Linked DNA regions of Danio rerio: region 1 is linked to region 2. A link is a contact called in public HiChIP or PLAC-seq data. All regions are on one chromosome and are shown on one strand. Each heading gives the region's core, a stretch centred on a gene start, on an enhancer-like site or on the middle of the called end of the contact. The rest is flanking DNA. Distances are from core to core; before and after follow the strand shown. Region 1 holds the start of marcksl1b (MARCKS-like 1b). Region 2 has its middle 110 kb from the start of fndc5b.

Region 1 (4,495 bases), core at 1,572-4,071, 250 kb after region 2:
TAGCCACATTTTAATATTTTTTTTATTTCTACTGATTATAATATACTCAAAAAAATATAAATATGTGTCCGTGAGTTTTTTATATATTGTTTTATTATTTCAATATTGTTTAAATATTATTTGACAGTTACATTATTTAGATTTAAGCAAATAAATGCATGTTAAGATAAAAAAATACACCAGCAAAAATACAACTGCAATGTAGAATAACTGCTGCGATTAAATTATTACGTATTGTTCTGTTGGTGCATAGAATTTTTCCTTTTTGCAAAAATTCTGAGCAATATTGAGATATGACCAATGAGATGGGCAGCACATCAGCTCAGAATACTTTTAAAGGCACTAAGGGGAATCTGTGAAAATCAGAGGAATGTGAACTCTGCTCACTTGACCTAAAGGTCACACTGGTAACCACCAAGCTTACCAGAAAACTCTGCTCTGGTTGAGAACAATTCTATGAGACTTCAATGTGTCATTTATTCTTTCCTTGGCAAAATTCCCTGGCCTGGACTCGGTAAAGTCAGCATCTAGTTTCAGTCAGGTTCATCATGCTGTAGGGCAACCAACCCCCAACACATTCACACTATCACCATCCTCCTCTATCACTCCCTGCTGTGGCCAAAACAGTCATAGAGACTGAAAACTCGTTCTCACCTGCCCTGCCCAATCTGATGTCCATTATCATTGGCATATCAACACACCCATTAACATTCATGTGCGAGATGTTGTCTGGTCGTGCGGCTCCACAGGCATTGAAACACCAGGCCAAAGGAAGACTGTCCACTGGATGAAAGGTGTGAACTGCAGGCCTCACTGTGGAGGACGCCGGCCATTGACCCTTCCCTCCAACTTTCGAATGATCCGACGACAATAAGGGCCTTTCAGCCATTAGGAAAGCGAGAGTCTGACGCATGGATGATGAGGTGATGTGTCCTGACCCGTCATCAAGAAAATGAACCACATCACAAAAGCTCCGGGCACAAGAAATCTCCCCCCTCCTTCGCTTCACTCCATCACACCCAACCCCCAACTCTCTCCCAGGAGAAAAAGAGGAGACTGTTTCACTATATGAGCTTATTCATTACATTCTCTCATCTGACACACAAAAACCGTATTCTGCCCTATTCCCCCTCCCTAAGGTTCTGGACATTCTGAGAAAGTGGCGAGATGCAGATGCGGTGAAACATTCTTCTGGAGCGTTCGCATGCTTTGCATTCCTTTACAAACAGTTTAGACTTTATGTCATTTGACAAGGCCAAAGAGAGGGGAAAAAAGAGGAGTAAAGGAGGAAGATGAAAATAAAAATTTAGATAATGATTTATATGTTGTAAATTATATCAGAGGAAATTATTGGTGGCACTTAAAGTTGATTATCATCAGCGAGAAACAGTAAACAACTGAAAGATTGTGGCCACAAATTGGGTCACAGGTCTATTCTCATACTAAAAGCAAATGATCAAATGCAAGCAATCATAAACTCATATATAGATCAAAAAACATCTTATCAAAAGGCAGGAGATGTGTCTTCCGTATCTTTTCTTAATGATAAAGGTTGGGCGAGACTTCATGATAGTCTGGAGCCAATGCATCTGTCACTTATTAATGTGGGCAATGTTGTTAACTCTGGCCTAGTTTAGTTCCAATTGTTAATCACATCTTTGCTATTGTTTACAGACAATGATGCCTATTGTTTTCAGTCTATGCAATTCATTATATATCATTATATAACAAATTTAAATTTACAAATAAATAAATAATTAAAATCTCTTTTACAAGCATCAATTTTTGACACACTAAAACGTGCGCATGCATCAGTAGCACCGATTTTGTACAAATTACCATTATATATATATAATATTAACAATACACAGAAGTAAATATTACTCAAATCGTGTACGACACTTTAAAAAATTCAATCTTCAGAGTAGCCTACATACAGTCAGAATTATTGCCCCCTTTGAATTATTTATTTCTTTTTAAAAATATTTTACAAATGATGTTTAACAGAGCAAGGACATTTTCACAGTATGTCTGATAATATTTTTTCTTCTCGATAAAGTCTCATTTGTTTTATTTCGGCTGGAATAGAATCAGTTATTGATTTTTTAAAACAATTTTAAGGTCAAAATTATTAGCACCTTTAAGCAATGTATGTTTTTGATAATCTACAGAACAAACCATCATTATACAATAACTTGCCTAATTACCCTAACCTTCCTAGTTAACCTAATTAACCTAGTTAAGCCTTTAAATGTCACCTAAAGCTGTATAGAAGTGTCTTGAAAACTATCTAGCAAAATACGATTTACTATCATCATGGGAAAGTTAAAATAAATCAGTTATTAGAAATGAGGGGCTAATAATTCTGACTTCAACTGTATATAAAAAGTTTAACGAAGCATATAAGTTGTTTATCAGATAAGAGTGTAAATTATGCCCTGCTATTAATCATTATTATTAAATGCCACTGTTGTCTTGAGCACAGTGAGCTGCATATATTGAACGACAGGGCACATTCACCACAGACAAGCCTTAAATGCTTGTATTCTAGTGTGTAGTTCAATGGGTTCAAGTAAACTGTAACCCCATTGCTCTTAGTAACAGGGAATTCAACAAGTCACCCCGTTGGTTCCCTTCTTCTTTCCAGTTCGTTGCCATTTTCTATTTCTATGAAGCTAATGTGGAATCAACAGAGGCGGGACATGGAGGGCGGGGTCGTGCTTCAGATTGGTTCGCGTTACCGTGACACGCCCAAGGGCGGGGCTTCGGGTTATCTTGAAGCGCTGTAGGACTGGAACTGGTAGTAGTAGGTCGAGTCGACGCTCACGGGTGGAAGACAAGAGTGGATCATCTCAAGTTTTCCTTCTGAAGGAAAAAAACAGCAACTTTCCTCGCGCATTTGGATGCACGTTACGCCCATTGGTCTGGATTAATTTTTTTTCCACTCACCTGAATTTGAGTTCTTTTTAATTTACTTTAAAACCACATTTAGTATAATGGGATCCCAGGCATCAAAGGGAGGAGTGGCTGTGGAGGGGAAAGCCGCCGCTGCTGACCCGGCTGCCGTCAAGACTAACGGACAGGTAATTCATCTCTCCATCTGCGACACACCCACATCTGACCAACAAGTGCTTCAGCGAGAGTTGCAAACCACCGTCTGCGATTTAACCAGCTCTCTAAGTGTGGCGAGCAGACGGTGATTTTACTTGGAAAAGGGAATGAAACAAAAGCAAACCATTTTATTCATTGTCTTATTTATAATGTCACGTCGAATGGTTTCATTCAGGACAATCCCATTAGGCTGTTGATACACGGTTTTCTGTTTTGCGTTGAAAACAGATTGTTTTTGCTACACGTTTTCGATTCATTTCTGTCGTTGAAATTGGTTTTGTCGTTTGGATACGGTCGGTGTTGTTGCCATGCGATCTCCATTAATGCCAGTGTAGGAGGATGCTGCACGTATTCACTATGCATGGGTTAACAGCAGCAGGGGGTTGCGATCTATCTGGGGAGAAATGGATGTAACTGGTATTTTGGAAGTGTTGTTTTTGTCATTTTTTTCATTTTCGGGTTAAAACTTGATAGTATTGTATACAATGGATAGTTTCATGTTTCGGTTTACTAATTAAGTGTTAACAGATTTCTCTCTTTTCATTTGAAACATTTAATTTCGTAAATATTTGGTCGGATTTTCATCGATTTTTTTAGTTGTATTTTTGTCTGTGGGGAAGCGCGTGGAGTATTCATTTCCAGACGCACCGGGGTTTAAAGTCTAGACATTGGGGCGAGTGTCTACAGTTGGTCAAGCTTTTGGGGTTTTTGTGTGACTAAACCCCGTTCTTATCAATGAGGGTGCTAATATTTTACGTTACCTCTTTCAAATCGCCGTTTGTGGTTATTTGTTCGTCGATGGATAAGCGGTGAATGAAGCTCAATGAAATTCTCCATCGTGCTTCGCTCGATCTCCGTCTTTTGTTCCAAAGCTGCGTCTCGCTTCGCATTGTGTGTGGTGTTCTGCGATGCTCTATCGCCCTCGCTTGGTGCTGCGCGGCATTGCAAGGCGTCACCTCGAAGACATGCATTATTTACGTGACGGGTCACTGATGTGTCCGTCGACGATTGAAGGAATGCCCTAGAGCTTATGCAAAAGTAGTAAACTCGTAGTAAATAATCATCCATTTTGCCTTCTGATTCATTATGCTGAATTCCAATTTTGTTTTTTCTTTTTTCAGGAGAACGGTCATGTTAAGACCAATGGTGATGTCTCTGCCAAGGCAGAGGGAGATGCTGCCACCACCAACGGTTCTGCAGAAGCAGCTAAGGAATCTGAGGCTGGAGCCGGCGACGCCATCGAACCAGCGCCTGCCGCTGAGGGAGAGGCTGCCAAACCTGAGGGCGAGGCCACCAAGGAGACCCCCAAGAAGAAGAAGAAGAAGTTCTCCCTGAAGAACTCCTTCAAATTCAAGGGTATCTCACTGAAGAAGAGCAAGAAGAA
Region 2 (3,998 bases), core at 655-3,154:
GTTATGGAAATATGGACTCTATTGTTTCTTCAAGCAATATGGTTAGATAAAGACACTAATCGTTTGTTTGTTTTTTTCCTTGCTTCCTTCCTTCCATCTTTCATTTGTTTGTTTGTTCGTTCTTTCATTCTTTCTACAAGTGATCTCAGTAAACCATAACTCAATGTCCACATTTGATTATTAATAATGACCATAAAGCTATAGGATTTTTCCAGGTTAGGAAATATTGCATATTATCCAAGTTCCCTAAATTATATATTGAAATAAGAAACTTCTTGATGTGTAGTGGTTTTGTTCTTTTTAATCCATTTCAAGACTGGAGGACTCAGAAGTTTGCTAGTTGGCTTTAGTCCCCTATATTTGAGAATCGCCAAAGTAAGCAATTGGCCTAGTGCATGTTTAAAATTAGTTATCTGCTCTCTTTTAAATTCATTTAATGCATGTGTTTTTGAAGTTTAATACTTGTGTAGATTCCAACTAAGCAGAGCAGCTGTAATGAAAAAAATCATGTGTGTCGATGTCAATATTCTCAAACTCTAATGTTGCTGCTCCCTCTGCAGGCCAAACACTTCAATTACCAGTTTTAATTGGTGAGTAGGCTACTTATATATATATATATATATATATATATATATATATATATATATATATATATATATATATATATATATATATATATATATATATATAAAATATATTAAATTCCCATTCATTTTGTCATTGTAGTAAATTGCAACTAATAGCAAAATATATGAAATTGACATATAAATAAAACCGCTAACAGCACCATTTATATATAGCGTTTAATGACTTGTACCATTCAAAGTGATTTACCTAGTTTAAGCCAATTATCTAATAGTGCTAACTATTTAACAATTTATCTTAGAATGCTATTAATAATAGTGCTATTTTATTACTTTTAAGGTGTATGTTGTCTTTAGAAATCCAGTAATTAAATGTGACACAAAAATAGATAAAGCACATTTAAAAAAAACAGAATAGCCTCACATTATCTATTATCTACACACTTATCATTTTTCATTCATTTTATTTTGGTTGTGCAATACTATAATCTCACTATAAAGAAATTATCAGTGATTAAAATTTAATGAAAAAATAAAATAGTTTTTTTTCTTGTTGAGTTATTTTAAATATATATTTTTACTTTTACGCTATGGACAACAAAAATACAAATAATCTGTGTTTTGTTTAGACTTAAGCCTCGATGCACACCATGATTTTAATTTTTTAGTAAAGATATTTGAGTTGATTTCTTTTCTAGCATGCTGTGTTTTAAAAGCATTAGCATAATTTATCTGCCAGTCAACGCTAATTATATTATACACCATACATAATTTCTTCAAGCCTAAAATCAAACAACGCTTTTTGTATATTAACTTAATGGTTTATTTTTTGTTTTGTTTTATTAAGTTATTTTGTACATTGTTTTTTAATTTTTATTTTTGTTTGGTTTTGTACTTGATTCACTGTATATCTGACATGTCTCAGTCAGTTTGTGCAAGATTATGTTTGGACTGAGTTTGGCCTAAATTGTTGTTTTTGAAAGGCAAAAAAAAAAAAAACTTAATGGTTGAACACTTCCCATAATGACCACCAGGTGTCGACATTGTCCCAAAAACCTTCCCGTCTCTTCCTCCAGCCGACACCCTTTTTCAGCCACCTAGGATTTGGTCTCCTTGTCTTCATTCATGTCACGCTTCACCGCAAAATATCATGCTTAGACCCTCATATACATTTGACCTGTATGTCCGGATTCAGCTGTGGCATTTTATTTCACAACTGCTCGTATTTTTTGCGTCAGTTCCAGACGCGCTTTACCTGTTAACCGCTGAGTTTGACCAGTCTGTTATGATGAGCACCCATAAAAGCGCGTGTCTGGATATCAGCGAATGCGCGCGTGCTAGTTAAGATGTGCATCACGTCTGCTCGGGTTTGGGAAGAGGAAGGGGGGATGGGGGTCTGACTCTATTGGAAAGCAGGATTACATTTTATTTTGTGCGTCTGCACCACTTTTGTGTCTATCTATCCGTGTGTGCGTGTGCGTTTGTAGGTATGTACATCGAGCATCACTGTAAGGAAGGAAACGCCTACAAATCAGACAGATATATAGGTCACAATTGGCATTTTGGAAAGGGAGGGGTATTGTGTCTTTTTTTATTAATTTATTTATCCCCTTTTCTACTCATTTATTAATTCACCCTCTGCTTCAGTAATGGAAGAAGGCAAATGAATAAAATAAACATTGAGAGAGGAAAAGAGAGAGAGACAGGCAAAAGCTTCACATGGTTAACACCATGGTCTCTCTGCATGTAGAAAAAGACGAAAGTATCACCATGGAAACACCCATCCAGTCTCCCACCGCTGTTTTCCCCCCTCCGTTTTCCCTCTCTTCTTACCTCCATCTTTTCCTCCCCCACATTCCCTGTCTTTCTCTCTCTCCATTTCTGTCTCTCCCCACCGCTGTTTCACCAATCCCCCCCTTCTCTTTGGCTATGTTCACACTAGTTTCATTTTGACACAGTGATTTAAAATAAAAACTATCATCGTCCATACTGGCATTTTCGGGAAAGATCTCCATCCACACTACGCTGTAAGACTAAAAACGTATAAAGATACAAAGTTCTAGAAATATGTAGCATATACAACTGTTAACTAAAATACTAATTAAAATCAAGTTCAGTCATTTGTTATAAATTATTAGTGTTCAACTGTGTTCAAACAGCCACGGATACATTGGCTGTGCACATACTTTTACAAAAACAATGCTTTGTATTACACTTGTTCATAAAACACCATCACTTGATTTTGACAACTGATTATTTAAACTGCACAGTGTAGCTTTTTAATATTTGTTTGACCGAAGGCTGCATTATCAACATAGCAATGTTTTGACATATTGTGTGCAGGCAAGAGGCTTGTTGTTGTTAGTTTGTAAAAACAGATTAAAATATACTAATTTTTTTTATAGATTTATTTTTGGCTTTTTTCGCTTTTATTAAGATAGGACAGTAACTGGGCAGGAAGCATAGCTAAAAGGATAAGGGGGTTGGGATTGGGAAAGGTCTCCATAACTGGACTTAAACTCGGAACATCTGAAAATAATAAAAGTGAAATATCAATATATGTCGATGCACTGCCCACGAGGCTAACGCTGCTGACTATTATATTTATTTGAATCAAATTTTTGTAATTTATGTAAGAGTAAGACACCATTTGAAACTGTAATGAGCTTTTATTTATGTACAGTCATTGTGTTTTAAAATAAATAAAGTGTACAGAATGTATTTTCTGCAACATAGACTTATTCTAAAAACATAGCCCTATGTACATTTCTGAAGATCGCAAATTATGTAGCCAGAGGCACGTGTGGCTTTGTCTTTCTAACAAACGCTACGGGGCTGTATGATACTATTCCTTTTCTCGCTTCCATATGTGCAGCTTTTCCGCTGTTACCAGTTTGTCGGCGGACTTGAGACCAAGTGGCGTTGACCGCGACAATGGGGTTCGAATTTGGTGAAGATCAGTTACAGGAAAAAAGGTAAGACAAAAACTTAAGCTAAAAAAATCATATAAACAAGTAAATAACTGGGTGAGAATGTGGTAAAATCTGAAAATGTGGTACAAATCAGGGCTTTTCTTTTTCTGTATTTCTTTTTAAAACACTGCAGTTGGGTTTAGGTGAGTGGGAGGATTGGGTGGTTGGTCAGTCAGTCAGTCAGTCGACAGCGGCCTCTGGTGGATGTACATGAGAACAGCAGGCGCGAATGGCACTCGTGAGAAAAAAATTCAGACATCCCAAGACCCGAAAATGCATAGAGACCACCGGATGCCCGCAAATGATTGATAATCTCCCAGAAATCGCTCTTCTCCCTCCCGGTCCTTAAATTCGTTGCGCCCCCCTTTCCATCACATCCATCCCAGAACGTTGCGCGCAAATCCCATCTTCCACCCCCTGCTCTTCAGATAAGTCTCGCACG

What was found. HiChIP or PLAC-seq counts read pairs in DNA pulled down with a chosen protein or histone mark.
Region 1: a contact with region 2 is called in an H3K4me3 HiChIP or PLAC-seq map of embryo, with 3 times the contacts expected there. The contact joins the promoter of marcksl1b here to the enhancer-like site in region 2. A contact is called at or near these places in 7 of 18 Hi-C or Micro-C datasets (caudal fin, embryo, fibroblasts and 2 more) and 4 of 4 datasets of contacts at active chromatin or transcription factors (caudal fin, embryo, gastrula embryo and 1 more).

The regions. Positions count from the first base shown.
Region 1 is chr19:32,264,448-32,268,942 of GRCz12tu, forward strand. marcksl1b (MARCKS-like 1b) reads left to right here and starts at 2,822. Exons shown (of 2, transcript NM_213223.1): 1 at 2,822-3,083; 2 at 4,233-4,495. The coding sequence starts at 2,997. LOC141379120 (a long non-coding RNA gene) reads right to left here and starts at 3,979. Exons shown (of 7, transcript XR_012395113.1): 1 at 3,873-3,979.
Region 2 is chr19:32,017,852-32,021,849 of GRCz12tu, forward strand. No RefSeq gene overlaps it. Among named protein-coding and RNA genes, the nearest start is that of fndc5b, 110 kb to the left of the region's middle. Within about 2 kb of position 1,905, at least 40 of the 62 cell types and tissues checked have an H3K27ac peak or open chromatin away from gene starts, as enhancers often do. A contact at or near this core is called in gastrula embryo and pancreas, where this site is marked.